2 separate regions of the Rattus norvegicus genome follow, and region 2 is linked to region 1. A link is a contact called in public Hi-C data. All regions are on one chromosome and are shown on one strand. Each heading gives the region's core, a stretch centred on a gene start, on an enhancer-like site or on the middle of the called end of the contact. The rest is flanking DNA. Distances are from core to core; before and after follow the strand shown. Region 1 holds the start of Atp1b1 (ATPase Na+/K+ transporting subunit beta 1). Region 2 has its middle 75 kb from the start of Atp1b1.

What was found. A called contact is a pair of places that touch in the nucleus more often than the background predicts.
Region 2: a Hi-C map of kidney shows a contact between it and region 1, with 3 times the contacts expected there. The contact joins the enhancer-like site here to the promoter of Atp1b1 in region 1. A contact is called at or near these places in 2 of 12 Hi-C or Micro-C datasets (the A7r5 cell line and kidney).

Annotation. Positions count from the first base shown.
Region 1 is chr13:79,334,562-79,341,771 of GRCr8, forward strand. Atp1b1 (ATPase Na+/K+ transporting subunit beta 1) reads right to left here and starts at 5,665. Exons shown (of 6, transcript NM_013113.2): 1 at 5,433-5,665; 2 at 1,225-1,353. The coding sequence starts at 5,529.
Region 2 is chr13:79,411,111-79,418,495 of GRCr8, forward strand. No RefSeq gene overlaps it. Among named protein-coding and RNA genes, the nearest start is that of Atp1b1, 75 kb to the left of the region's middle. Within about 2 kb of position 3,206, at least 7 of the 93 cell types and tissues checked have an H3K27ac peak or open chromatin away from gene starts, as enhancers often do. A contact at or near this core is called in kidney, where this site is marked.

The DNA of each region.
Region 1 (7,210 bases), core at 4,415-6,914:
AGTTTAAGTTATTATAAAAAAAATCATGACTGAAGAACAAGTTAGTGGCAAAACCAAAGAAATAAGAGCTCTGTACAAAATGACTGTCGCTACTTGTGCTGAGGAAGGACCCTGGCAGAAGAGGACATGGAAGACAGATCTTAAACCACAGGAGCCCATGCATAACACCCAAGAGCCTAAAGTTCTCAGCACATCAGAACCTTGCTCCGACCTTCCCTAAGACCCACCTTTCGGTACACAGAAGAGCTGCAGGAGTCTGTGGATCACGAAACAGGTCAGGTCGTTGCATATACTCACACGTTCTCTTTTTTCACTTCCCACCTACGTGTATCTGAAAACACCCTGGGTCTTCCCTTGTGCCCAGAGGACTGTTGACTTAGTTCCGTGAGATCCTGTTTGCCACCTGTGCATTCTGCACTTTCTTCCTCCTCGTACCCAAGGAAAAGTGCAAGACACGTCTTCGACAGGCCCTGCTCCGGGTTTGCACATGCCCAAGACTGTCACCTACGGATGGCTGTTTCCAAACTGAACCCTTGCCCGCACAAGACACCACACTGCCACCCCCAGCTGCAACCTCAAGGTCATTTATAAAGTGAGAACTGAAAGTTATACAATACACAACTCATTCCTGCTCTCCCAGCTCTGTCCTCCAGGCGGAAGAACCAAATGGAGGACTGCCTTTCCTATGAAGATCTTTTTTTACCTCTCTTTTTTAGAGAGAACCGAGACAGCCAAACGGGAAAGAGGGCTCACAAAACCCTAAGGGTATTTGAGGTATGTGAAGAGGGTGTTTGTGTTCAAGGTCAAATCAACAGGAGAGAGAATGACCCCCTGAAATCATGGTTCCTCTGTGAGCATGACGTTTTTAAGGATTTATCACAAGTGAAAAAAAAATGTATTAGAGCCAAAAAGGCCCTAGAATGAACCCGCTGACCAAGCGCTTGAGTGTTAAGGCTAAGGAGAGTGAAGCCCCCAACAGGGCCTGATGTCAGTCACACAGTGGGGCTGCGTGTACCACCTTCACCCCAGAGCTGTGTAAGTCAGACATCTGCAGTCAGACATCTGGCGCTCAGCCGCAATGCGGGCAGAAGCCATAACTGCAGCACCGCTCCCGATTCCTCCCCATGCTTAGCTTGAAGCTCTACTGCCCAGTTTTCTGAAGGTGTCTTCTCCGCTGGATGTGGAACCCTTTCATCTCTGGAGAAGCCCCTCCCTGGGTTTTACCTGGCGGGGCCACACGGTCCTGGTACGTGGGTTTCAGCTCACTGATGGTAAGCAGCATCACTTGGATGGTCCCGATGAAGATGCCGGCCAGGCAGCCATAGAATATCACGTAGAACAGAAGGATCTTAACTGTGGGGAGAACAGACAAGAGACGGCTGTGATGTAGTCACGGGCTCTTCCTGGTTCCTCTTCAGCCTGTTTCTCTACTGATCAAAAGAGGGAGCCACACTTTTTTGGAAGGCACAGGTGGAGAAATGCTCTACTGTAGCTGAAAGGCTAACAGGAAGTCACTTCCTTTTCAGAACAGAAAATCAGCAGCAAACCTGCAGTTGCGTTCACACGCTTACGCAATGCATCTGATACTTGGCCGTGTGTCCCCTTAGGGGCGTCACTCGCCTGTCCCCCAAACCCTGAGATGACTAAGAACAACCAACTCAAAAACACAGGTGGAGCTCTCCTTCACAAGTCGATGTCTACAAAGCACTGTCTTTTCCTTCAAGGACACAGGGCGGCAACTGGAACCAATCGAACGTACAAAGGAAACCCTATGGTACAAAGGCCGCCATCTTTACCTCATCATCTGACCAGAAGAGTAAGGACTGCTTGTGTAAGCTACATTTTCTTTTTCTCGCGGTTTAACAATAAGCAGGCTGAAATAGCTACAAATGAACTTTAAAAATAAAAAAGCAAGCAAACAAACCAAAACCACCTTGAACCAACATGAAGCCAGTAGGCTGGAATCAGGCTATCAGTTACTGATATACAAGGATTATCTCTCCGATTAGCAGAACAGTAACAGGCTGTACTAGGCATCGCCTGGCTGTGCTGAGCCAGTCAAACGCCTCATCTAGATGGGAAAAGTGGAAGCAAGAGACCTGAAAGGTTATCAGAAACATGGCTGCAAAGGGGGGCACAGGTTCCTTCTAAAGGGTCCCTGGGAAAGCCACAGGGTGAAGGGATTATTGAAAAGGCATATATGTACATGCTGGGAGGGGGCCAGGAATGAAGTGGACATGAGAGTTGTGGAAATGAGCAACGCAGCCCTCGCCATACATGGAAAAACACCAGCTTTCCCCTCAGGAATACACACTTCAAGACAGCAGTGTTACAGAGCTATTGAAACAAACCAGACACACATAAAAGTCCACACAAAACGTTGAACCTCATCCCTTGTCTCCCCGACATAAAGATACAGGCAAAGATGAGAAGAGAGGAGGCTGCATCATCTAGAACCACAGCCCCGCCCCCCCCACTTCTGTCCCTTCCTCCCGGCATGACAAGGGTTAAATGCTGCATTTGGTATCCAGGCAGCAGTAGGCAAATGGCAAGCTTGTGACGTCAAGGGATCTGGAAAATTTTTTCCAGCGAACGAAGAGGTACAGAGTTGGTATAACCCAGTCGGCGAGAAAGCCCAAGAGCCTGGCTTCTCGGCTGCTGTCTTGTCGTGTTGCCCTTCCAATGCCACCCTGGGTGCTCTTAGCTTAGCCACATTTGCCTCTCCTAACAACTACCACCTTTCTACTCATATCCTGGACTCCAGGTAGATAATCCTAACCTTAAAAGGCACAGAACCGAGGCTACTATTTAAAAGACAAATTGAAGGAAAAATTAGTCATTTTACAAGCGCAATGATTACGCTCAAGAACATATACACCTTTTCCATTCTGCCCACAGAATACCAAAGCTGAGTGAGGGGTTCTGCTGCTGCTGGACACTGATTTGGTAAGCCTGTCACTGCAGTAAAGTCACTCGGTTAGACAGCGCAGCAATGAGCTTTAGAGAGCTCAGGCAATGGACTCCCCAAGACCAAGGCTACCGGTGGCACGAGAAACAGACACAAAGGCTAGGTTATTCCCACCAACCGGCTGGATGGCATGATGTTGGGGGCTGGGGTGTGTCAGCTTTAGGGGCATTTTTTATCCTATAAAGCAAATTTTCTTTTTCCTTCTGTATTTAAAGAACAAGGAACACCAGGAGTTTTGGATATATATATATATATATATATATATATATATATATATATATATATCCTTTAAAATGCCAAAAATAAGGTTTAAAAAGTGGCCTGGGGGAACCAATGGCAAAAATAAAAATCTGCCAACATATGTATTAACTTAATTAAAAGATAGAAAGCACTAAGTGATTTGTAAATTGTGATCTCTCCAGCAGGTGACAGGCTCGAGCCTCTGCCGTCCATCTTGGTGAAAAATCTACCTATAAGCAAAACGGAGCCAAGGGCATCCTGCCCTGGTCCCAAGGGCATCTATCTATGTTGGGCCCAGAGCTGGAAAGGGGGTCTCTCTCTCTCTCTCTCTCTCTCTCTCTCTCTCTCTCTCTCTTATAGGAACCGCTCTCCATTTCTCCACTGGCTGCCTCAGACAGCTCTGCCATTTCTTACATTGTCAAAAGGGCAGACAGGACTAGCACAGAACACAAACTGGGTTTCGTGCTTAGCCCCCCACAAAATGGAAGATGAGTTATGACGGCTGCTTCCTAGGTCCGTGGGATGTGACCATCGAGACCACACAGGCTCATTCTCTCTCTGCCTCTCTGTTAAGGAAGGGCTGTCCCATTAAATGTCGGTTTAAAGAACAAACTGTTCCATACTGCCTTCCTTACCCTCTAAAGCAAATATTATTCAAAGAAGGAGTGTGAGATTGGAATGAGGAAAGAAAGATGTTTTAAGAAGTGGAAAAACACTAGAGGGCAAATTTCACGAGGTACCAGGAGTCAGTGCCACCCCCTGGTCCTGTGATGCTACAACAGACCACCAGGGAAAGCAGCCAGCCCCAGTTAGGCTGGGAGGAGGGGCCAATTCCGCAGTGCACCTCATAGGCCTCCTAGCTGAGTTACAGAGTTGCTGGAAATGGCCCTGGCTGTTCATCCTGTACATACCTCACATTTCTTCAGGTTTCTCCTTCCCACACTACAGAAACACAGGGACGCTATGGGCATACGCCCATGAAGAACAGTCTCCCCAAATAAAACGGAATATAAAGCGGAATAAAAAGCCATCAATTTAAGACTCCATTTTCCCATGGCTCAGGGATGCCTATGCGACCTAGCAATACGGTGGAATGAAAGAGGCTTCACCTTGACTAACCTTGACGTCTGATGCATTATTAACCCTTTATTTTTGTCACTTGAGAGGCTCTCTAACTGCATTTTTTTTCTTTAGAGGAAAAAAAAAAATCATTCATCCCGGCTTCTTCCTTTTCAAAATGTCAGCCAAGCGCTGTTTCCCTGACTCATTCTCCAGTCTATTTCTATAGACCCTCCCCAAACAGGAACACCGCATCGCTAGTTTTCAGGGTTCCCTTAGTAACTGCAATGCTGCTATAGGGGAGGGAGGGGGAAGGAGGCAAAAGAGGAGGCAGAGGTGATGGTGGTGATGGTGATACTGAAGGAGGGGGCAATGATGCAGCAGAGGGGAGTTCCCTCCCTCCCTTCCGCAGTCACGACTCACGGATTTGTCTACAACTATGCCCTTCAAAATGACCTTTAAAAAAACAAACCTATCAACCTTTCCGGTGCAAGGAAGTTAAAAAAAAAAAAACACAAATACGATATCTAATTTTCAATGGGATATGAGGGGATTCCAGCCAATGAAGCAACAGGCGGCATGAAATGTTCTAATATAACCTGTTTCTTCATCTGTATCATAAAGATCTTTAAAGAAAACGTCGCGTGTCTAGCCAAGGCTTAAAAACGGGCCGTGATAATGGAGCTCACTGGGCCATTTCTGGGCTGCGAAGATTGCAGTGTATGAGGATTGCAGTGTGGGTGCATTTCTCCTCCCCGTTCCTCTCCATTCTAGATACAGTTCTAGGCTGGGAGAATGATGCTATCGCAGCATCGTCTGCATTAGAACAGGTAAGCTCATGAGTTCTGCTCACAGCCCCAAATCTCATTTTTCTAAGGTCTTTGGGGATGGAGAGGGAGGAACCTGACCGAAGATTCCCTACCATGCCCAAAACCTTCAGTCTAGCTAGCTTCAGCTCCCAACCCAAGCCGCATTCTGAGGACCCCCTGCATTTGTCACTGGATGCCAAGCCCAGGCCGCGCGCTCCTAGCAGCGCCTACCACCAATCCCCAACACCCTGGACAGCCCCGTGGGCGCCGAACTGTCCGCAGTGTCCGCGTACACGGATGCGCCTCCTAGAAAAAGCCAAGGCGCCGACGGCGAAAGCCGCGGAGCGCTTACTTACACCAACTACCACCGGTCCTGCCCAAAAACTCCTTCTTCTCCGAGTTCCAGATGAATTTCTTCCAGCTGCCTTCCTCCTTGGCTTTTCCGCGGGCCATGGTGTCTGCTCAGCAGTGGCGGCCGAGGCCGAGGGAAAGCGAGTGCTGCGCGCGCCCTGGCGTCCTCGCGGCGACTGCTCGGTGTCCCCGCGGCCCGGCTCTGTCTCCAAAGGCGAGACGCGCCGCTGCCGCTGCGGCTCTCCGAGTGCGAGGCGCGCCGCGGAGCAGCCTAAGCAGAGCGGGAGGAGGGGGAGGTGCGGCGGGGGCGGAGGGAGGAGGGAGGAGGGAGGAGGGCGCGCGCGGGCTGGGCGGCTCCGAGCCCCGCACCTAGAGGTGGGCGCGTGGCCGCACTCCTGCTCTCCCCGCGCTCCGATCGCCTCCCGGGGGGCTCAGCGAACCCCGCAGCTGCTGCTTCAAGCTGTAGCTGCACCACTCTGCCTGCTATGACCTCTGGCGAGATGGACCAGGGACAAGGAGGGAAAGTCACCGGGAAGGACGAAAGGAGTGGAGCGCGGGCTCGGCACGCGGGCGCGCAGGCCAGCAGCAGGAGAAATTGGCTGAGGGCGCACGCCCTACCTTTACTATATACCGCGCCTCCACCATCCGTAGCTCCGCCTACCGGCGGCACCGCAGGCCAATCGCCGGTGCCGAGAAGGCGGGGCCTGAGCCCCGAAGGGGCGGGCGTGGGGCCGGCACAAAGGAGCCGGCTAGGCTAGAGGGGCTGGCACAGCAGCAGTGGTGCGGAGAGGGACTTGGGGTGAGTGAGTAGTGCTCCCGAAGCTCTGCTGGCCCTCTCTCCGCCCCAAGCTGTGCCTGGACAACCCACCCTTGCCCCCCGCGCGGGCGCCGATGCTGTGGCCTCCACCTGCGTCGCTCTCTGGGAGCCTCGGAGACCCCAATCCCTTCCTCCTATTGGTCTTACCCCCGTACTCCTGGTTTGGGTTTACTGCAAGTCCACCTTCCCTAGGCCCTGGCTAGGTGGGGGAAGGTCACTCCAGGACGCTAGTGACTCTGCCCAGCTCTGCTCCGCCTCTCTGCTTGTGCACCTGCCGCCCCCTCGCACTCTCTGCCACTGCGGTTGCAGTTCCGGCCCGTCCCTCTCCTGCAGGCCAGCCCAGCGGGCAGCCTCGGTTCCTGACTCCTGGTCTGTGCTTCTTGTGGGCGGCTTGAACCACCTCAATCCGGACAATTGCCAAACCCACCCTGGGCTGTAGCTGGTAACCGGTTGTGGCTCCTGCCAGTCTAGACCCCGGGGAACAATTTATGCACGTGACCCAGCCACCTAAGACTCTCCCAGCCCAGGTCTGTGGCTGGTCTTCCCGTTGGCTTATTGTTATATCTCACTGGGGGCACCCCTACCCTATACTGTAGAATTCTTGGAATAATAGCACTTGGGAAGACCCAGCTCAGGTATCAAGATGTCGCAGAGCTCAGTGTTGGACATGAACTGCTTCCAATTCTTTCCATCCTTGTTGCCTGAAAAAACACTCTTATTTTCATCCACTGAGCCCCTGAGCAGCTTCCCACACAGCTCTTATGGTGATGACACAGCAGAAAACATGGCGATGCTTCTGCAGTGGCTGCAGAAAAGCCTGTCCCTGAAGCGACCTGGCCGGTTGTGGAAAAAGCTAGCTTCTTATCAAAGACCTTCCCAACACAAGAGATGGTTTCCCAAGGCACCCTGCCATTTTCAAGGTCAACCTTGCAGGCCCAAGGACAGGATCCCAGGGATGCAAAATGA
Region 2 (7,385 bases), core at 1,956-4,455, 74 kb after region 1:
TGGGAAAACTTTGAGGCAAAGACTAGATATTTAGAGACAGATTGATATTAGTGCCTGTCATGGTTTGAATATGCTTGGCCCAAGGAGTGGCACTATTAGAATGTGTGGCCTTGTTGGAGGAAGTGTGTTACTGTGTGGGGTGGACTTGAAGATCTTCTTCCTAGCTGCCTGAGGATGCCCAGTCTGTTCCTGGCTTCCTTCAGATGAAGATGTAGAGTACTTAGCTACTCCTGCACCATGCCTGCCTGGTGGCTGCCCTGCTCCTGCCTTGATGATACTAGACTGAACCTCTGAACCTCTACGCCAGCCCCAATTAAACATTTCCTTTATAATAGTTGCCTTGGTCATGGTGTCTGTTCACAGTAGTAAAACCCTAATTAAGATAGTGCTCAAAGGTAAAATCGTGCTTGGAAATGTAGACCTCTGATAGAATCTGTCTCCAGTGAACCATACTCAATAGGTATATACTGAACAACAGGGTGTTACTAGGAGGTAAGTGTCAATGACGTGAACAACATACAACATTAACATTTCTACCCTTACCTGTGAACAACAGGCTGCTTTTCTTTATGCTCTCCATTTCAAGTTCTTTGGAAAGAAAATAACTTTTCTAGGCAGTTACCATTGTACCTTGCTGGAGAAAGTTTTTTTGCGTAAAGTCATGTGACAGATTACTAGCTAGCCTATGGATTGCCTGCTGCCTTAGAGTTTTATCACTGTGCAGAGACAACCTGAGCATGGCGACTCCTATAAAGGAAAACGTTTAGTTGGGGCTGGCTTACTGTTTCAGAGGTCTGTTATAGTCACGGCAGGAAACATGGCGGTGTGCAAGCAGACATGGTGCTGGAGAAGGGGTGAGCGTTCTACATCTTAATCCTCAGAAGGAGACTATGTGCCTAACCAGGCGTATCTTGAGCATAGAAGACCTCAAAGCCCACCCCCACAGAGACACACCTCCTCCTACAAGGCCATACCTCCTAATAGTGCCACTCCCTATGGCCAAGTAGTCAAACACTTGAGTCTATGGGGGCCACACCTGTTCAAACCACCACAGCCAACTTTGGGCCATGTATCTACCCGTACTCTAAACTATGGTTTAGGGGACTAGAACTTTATAAGTTCAATCCTTAACTCCTACTTCTTCATAATATACATGTATCTGGAGATGCAGCCTTAACAGAGGTGATTAAGTTAAGATGAGAAAATTCCTGTGAACTCGATAATCTGTTCTGATTGGTTTCCTTATAAGAAAAGGAAATATGGATGGAGAAGGTAACTATCTGCAAGCTGCTCAGAGAGGCCTCCAAGAAAACTGAGCATGTTGACATTTTGATCTTGGATGTCAAACTTCCAGTACGGGAAGAAATAAATTTCTGATATTTAAACCAATCAGCCTGTGGTATTTTTGTAATTCCATCCCTGGTTGAATACATGTAAAAACACAGTGTATTGTTCTTTTGGGGTTGTGTCCAGTTGACCTTCTCTTTGAAAGGGTCCTTTGGATGCAACAGGAGGACCCAGGGATTATCTTCAAATGTTTACGTTATTCATAAGAAGAAAAGAAGACCAACAGCTGTGAAACTGACAGATGACCAAGTAGACATCAGGCAGTCCACTTCGTGAACTCGAAAATGATGTAATGCAGTATTTACTCTGTGAGGATCTGGTGAAGAGGGTGCACTAGTGTGTGAGAGCTGTGCTCCAAGGAAATGCCAGGATGCCCAGGGCACCCTTGGAATGGAATGGGGGTTAAAGGCAAAGAGAACTCTGGATGTGGGTGATCAGTGTGAACACAAGCAAAGAGGCAGAGTTCAGGTGACATGAGAGGGGACAGAGCAGTAGTGACCTGGGCAGGCCAGGCCATTGAAGACAGGATTGAGTGACCTTGAAAACCAGGCCAAGGATGAACATCTGGTCTGGGTTTAGCTTCAGAGTATAAAATCTGTCAAAGTAGACCAAAATTGGTACCAAATCTCAGAAATTATGGATTTTTGTTTTCAACAAAGGGTCCTTGGAGTTTCCCTAACGTCACCTCTGATGTCACAGCCAAGAAGATCGTTGTAAGCAAGCATCTGGTCCACTGTCAGGCTCACATAGGCACCTGGCACACACAGTCACTGCCACTGAGCCCAGTGTTTGCATCTATGGCCAAAGAAAGTAGGTGAATCTCAAAATAGAACGTCTACAGTTTCCTATTTGGGGAATAAACGTTTCAGTTTCACATGCCACACTGCTTCCTCTAAGGACATTTCCAACTTGTTCAATGTAGCTCAAACTGATTTTCGACTTGCTCTATGGCAGAGGATGACCCAAAACTTTTGATCCTTCTGCCTCAACCTCCGAAATACTGAGATTATGTGCATGCGCCGTCATGTCTACTTTATTACATGCTGGGGTTGGATGGAGGACTTTGTGTATACAAAGCAGGCACTGTGACCACTGAATTACATCCCTTGCCCTGGTGCCCTGTATTAAAACAAGCATCCCATATGATTTTTATACCCACCGATCTTTCAAGACCCCTATCCCAGGGCAAGTCCTGATGGCTTAAACCATGTCTTAGAGCTGCCTTCTCCAGCCCAGCTTTCTCTTGGGCTTCCTGGCTCCCTGGCTCCATCATCTTCAGTCGTCAGCCCAGGGCACGGAAGGCAGCCTTTGCTTGCTTCTTGCAAGCTTTCCGTTCTGTACCATTTGACCCTCCCCACCTTTGCATCGACAGGGCACTTCCCCATTATCTTCCCTTTCCCTTTCTTGGGTGCTTTTATGCCTATTTCCTCTTCCTTAGTCCTCTGCTTTCTACTTTTTAAAGAAAAAACAAAACCAAAAATAGACAAATAGACAAAAAACGTTGATGGTTGGCTTGACTTCCTGTCTCCCCCGCCCATTCCATGGTGCAGCAACATGGGTGTGTGACGTGCATTGAGCTTAGGTGTTGAGAAAGCAAAGCTCTGATCCAAGGATGGGGCCAACAGCTCAGGGCACGCAGCTCTGACACTGGAAGCTACTCCAGGAGGACAGAAGATGCCACAGACGATGCCACGGGACATGGGCAGGGTTGTAGTGGGAGTGGGTGGGATCAGGGAGGGTCAGATGATAGAAGAAGTTTCATGAGGAAGTAGATCTAGGAGCCCAGCGTGGATGGCTGAGCAGGGCAGGACAGGGCAGGGCTTACAACACCATATACACCTGTTCTTTGTCTCCCTGGGATCTCTGTGTGGGTGAGTTAATGATCAACTAAGTTACAAGTGTGAGCTGTTGCTTGGGCACCTCCCTAGTCATATTTCCCCAAGTGCTTGCTCTAGGGCTCCACAGCCTCGGATTTTTAGGCTCTAGACTTAAAGGAAGCACTCAGTAAATCCCACAGAAGAAAATCCTTAGTCCTGCAGGACCCATGTGGGCTTTCCCCAGACCTTCCTCATATACCCAGTTGCAGAAGTCAGGATTCCCACTGAGAAAGCCTAAGGCAAAATGCAGCATCAACCGAGAAGAAAGATGAGTTTGTTTGGGCAATATAATCTAACCAATGCTTACACTAAGGCTTGTTGCTTATGTGTGAACCCAGGTTCCGGCACATGTAAGTGCTTTGTGCACTCTCATGCTTACTTTTTAGAAAGCAATCCCCTATCTTCTGTATGCTTCTACTTCCCATCCTTTTCCACAAGGCACTATGTTGGGCCTTTTGAGACCCCTTGCAAGGAGGTCTTTCTGTCAGAACCCCTCAGAGGAAAACCAGGGACAAGAGAGCACAGGTCCCATACTTCCTGGATGCAGGCAGGGTTGTCAGAACCCAGGATGTATGACTGGTCTTAAAGGCTTGGTTTGTTAGTGTTCTGTACTTGCTATAGGGACAGGTGGCTCATAAAATAATCCCCAGGCAGGAGGTAGAAGAGGCTCGACGATTGGTTATTTCCAGAGCAGCACTGAAGATCTGGAGCTGAAACTTGAGATTATTGTCTGTGCCTGAAGGAGTCAGGCGTCTGGTTCATCTTATTTCCTTCATAGTATCAGTTTTCCCCAGATATTTCATGCCCACCAACCCCTCACCCAGAAGTGTGTATTCCTTAGGGTTAGGGTAACCCTGGGCACAGGGCCTGTCCTGCTATCCCTGCCCTAAAGGTGGGAGCAGTTACTTGATATTTCCTACAGATACAGACTCTGAATTTGAATGTGAATTTCCACATCTTTTGCAAGCTGTCTTCTAGAAGCGTGAGGGAGGCCTTGACATTGCTGTGTTGCCTGAACACACTTGGTCTGGACCAAGCCTCTTCTTGTTCATTCTCTCTCCACCTCCACACTAGGGTGCCAGTCACACCTGGCCTCCTCCTGCATGTCTCTTAACCTTCCAAACCAGCGTGGTTCGAAATAAATCTCAGCTCTCCTTGTCTGTCTGTCACCTGCTTTCTGTCCATCCTCTATGTTTCTGTAGTTTCATGTACTCAATCCTGTTCCTCTTCTGTGGGTTACCATTAGGTGTTTACCCCTCTGTTCGCAGAGGCTTGTCTAGGGAAGAACTCCATGCATCTTTAATGCTGGCTCCAGGGTCTGCCTCTAGGTGCTAGCACAGTGAGCTCTCAGGAGTAACAGTTTTATCCTGACAGTGTTTCCAGAATCTTGACACCCCCCTCACCTCCCTCACTGACCTACAAGGTAGGTAACTAGAAAGGAGACTTCTGGGTAAATTAGTCTGCCATCTGCTAATAGAGCCACACTTAAATCTCTGCAGCTAGTTGAATTCTGAGTGACAGAAACGCTCCCAAGAAACATAGAGATCTGTAGTGGTTAGGCTGTACTCTGAACCCAACTTCACTGTGGTAACTATCCCATCCATCCATCCATCCATCCATCCATCCATCCATCCATCCATCCATCCATTTCTTTTCTTGGTTACTCTTCTTAAAGAACCACCCCTCTGTTGATGTTGATCAAAGCACTATTTATTTCCATCATGAGCTTAATAATAACCAGCAGCTATTTATCTACTTGGCTACTGCCTGCTTTCCTTACCTACCCTCCCCCCCCCACAGCGAGTTATAATGCAGACCCCTTGGAGACAGAGATCATGCCTGAGGTTTGTGCTTTAGTACTTTAGGTGCTGGCTCCAGTATGAGGGATGAATAATCAAATGTCCAAACATTCATTTTATGATGAGCACGTGTCAGACTCTGAGCTAGGGACAGCCAGTACTGCAGATACCAGACCGACTTCTGTTTTCAGTAGCACTCCTCCCCCATAGCAGGTGGGTGAAAGGGGAGGGAAATTGCGATTACAACACAGAACGACAAACATGATGGTTATGGGAGGTGGAGGTGGAGGAGGAGGAAGGGGAGGAAGAGAAGGGGGAGGAGGAGGAGGAAGAGGAGGAGGAGGAGGAGGAGGAAGAGGAGGAAGAGGAGGAAGAGGAAGAGGAGGAAGAGGAGGAAGAGGAGGAAGAGGAGGAGGAGGAGGAGGAGGAAGAGGAGGAGGAGGAGGAGGATGATTAATCCAGACTGAGAAGGAGGTAGGGTCAGGCAAGTTCCAGGTTTGGGTTGAAGCTTGAAAGAAAGAAGACTGCCAGGTAAATGAGATGAAGAGGGCATTGGGGGTGGGGGTGGGGTGCGGATGCCTCAGCATCACGCTTACAAGCTCAGAGAGAAGATGAACAGAAGCGCGGCCATGCCAGAGCCCGTGCTGGCTGTCCCTGTGGGGATGAGGGATATGGGCCAAAATAGAGACCCTGAGTGAAGAAAGTGAAGTGCTGTCTGGCACATGACTCCTACTCCTAACAATACTTCCTTCTCCCTACATTGTTGTGGGGTGAGCAGAGAAGTTTTTGGTGTGATCCTACCCAGTGGCCCAGATGCATACACCATAGGGAACATTGGCTCTCCCTGTAGGAGATGCCATGCTAAGGAAAGCCTTGATGACAGACAGACCTATGGAGAACAGCCTGAGTCAGCGGTCAGCCAAGGGGTGGGAGAAAAGCAGAGAATACCAACTTGGTTCCTGAAAGAACTAAGATGACGAACTTTGGGCAATGCCTTTTGAGACTCTTGGTGCCTTGGGAAGTTTGGAAAACTGGGGTGGGAGAGGGATGACCAGACAACAGTCGCCTCTGCCCCTCCACCCCTTATTGCTTTCTGTAGCTAATACTGAAGTCATATGTGACATACTGTAATCACTAGGAATGTGACAGTGAACAGTGTGGTGTGTGTGTGTGTGTGTGTGTGTGTGTGTGTGTGTGTGTGTGTGTGCGCGCGCGCGCGCGCGCGCGTGTGTAATGGGTAACGAAGAGCACAGTGACAACACTATGAATGAGTGAAACAGAGCAGAGCTGGTAAGATGTTACAAAGGTGTTGTGTGTAGGGAGGGGCTGCTGAGGGAGAGGGAGCAGGAATGGCCTCACTTGAAGAGGTGACATAAGAACAGAACACCAAACACAGCCGTTTTCTCCCTCTTCAATTCCTTGTCACCTCTGGGCTTCGTCTTTATGTACTTGGCAATGTGGTTATGTCGGTGAGGATTTCATAAAGTACAGGTGGTAGTGGGTCATGCTCTCGTGCTCTCGTGTTCCCCATATAGCTTGCTTCACTAATGTCTCCCTTATAGAAGCATTTAAGGGGAAAAGTAGGAGCTTAGAAATTCTCGAAACGGAAAGCAAAAGAACACTGGTCTTATCTAAATCCATTCAAACCTAAGATTCTTCAGGGGAGTGTCAAGGATCAGAGACCGTTCCCAGCGCCGGAAGCTGAGGGAGGAGGCACAGGCACTTCATTTAAGGAAGCTGAGTGTTCAGGGAGGGATAGGGCTAGGAACTGAGAGTCAGAGTCAAGGTCATCTCCTGCTGTGGGATTAGAGTAGGAGGAGAGGGAGTTGCAGGAAGGGAGTTTAAGGAAGCAGGTTCTTAAGCCGAGAAAGAAATTAGGGAAACGACACCCTTCATAATAGACCCAAATAATATAAAGTACCTCGGTGTGACTTTAACCAAGCAAGTAAAAGATCTGTACAATAAGAACTTCAAGACACTGAGGAAAGAAATTGAAGAAGACCTCAGAAGATGGAAAGATCTCCCATGCTCATGGATTGGCAGGATTAATATGGTAAAAATGGCCATTTTACCAAAAGCAATCTACAGATTCAATGCAATCCCCATCAAAATACCAATCCAATTCTTCAAAGAGTTAGACAGAACAATTTGCAAATTCATCTGGAATAACAAAAAACCCAGGATAGCTAAAGCTATCCTCAACAATAAAAGGACTTCAGGGGGAATCACTATCCCTGAACTCAAGCAGTATTACAGAGCAATAGTGATAAAAACTGCATGGTATTGGTACAGAGACAGACAGATAGACCAATGGAATAGAATTGAAGACCCAGAAATGAACCCACACACCTATGGTCACTTG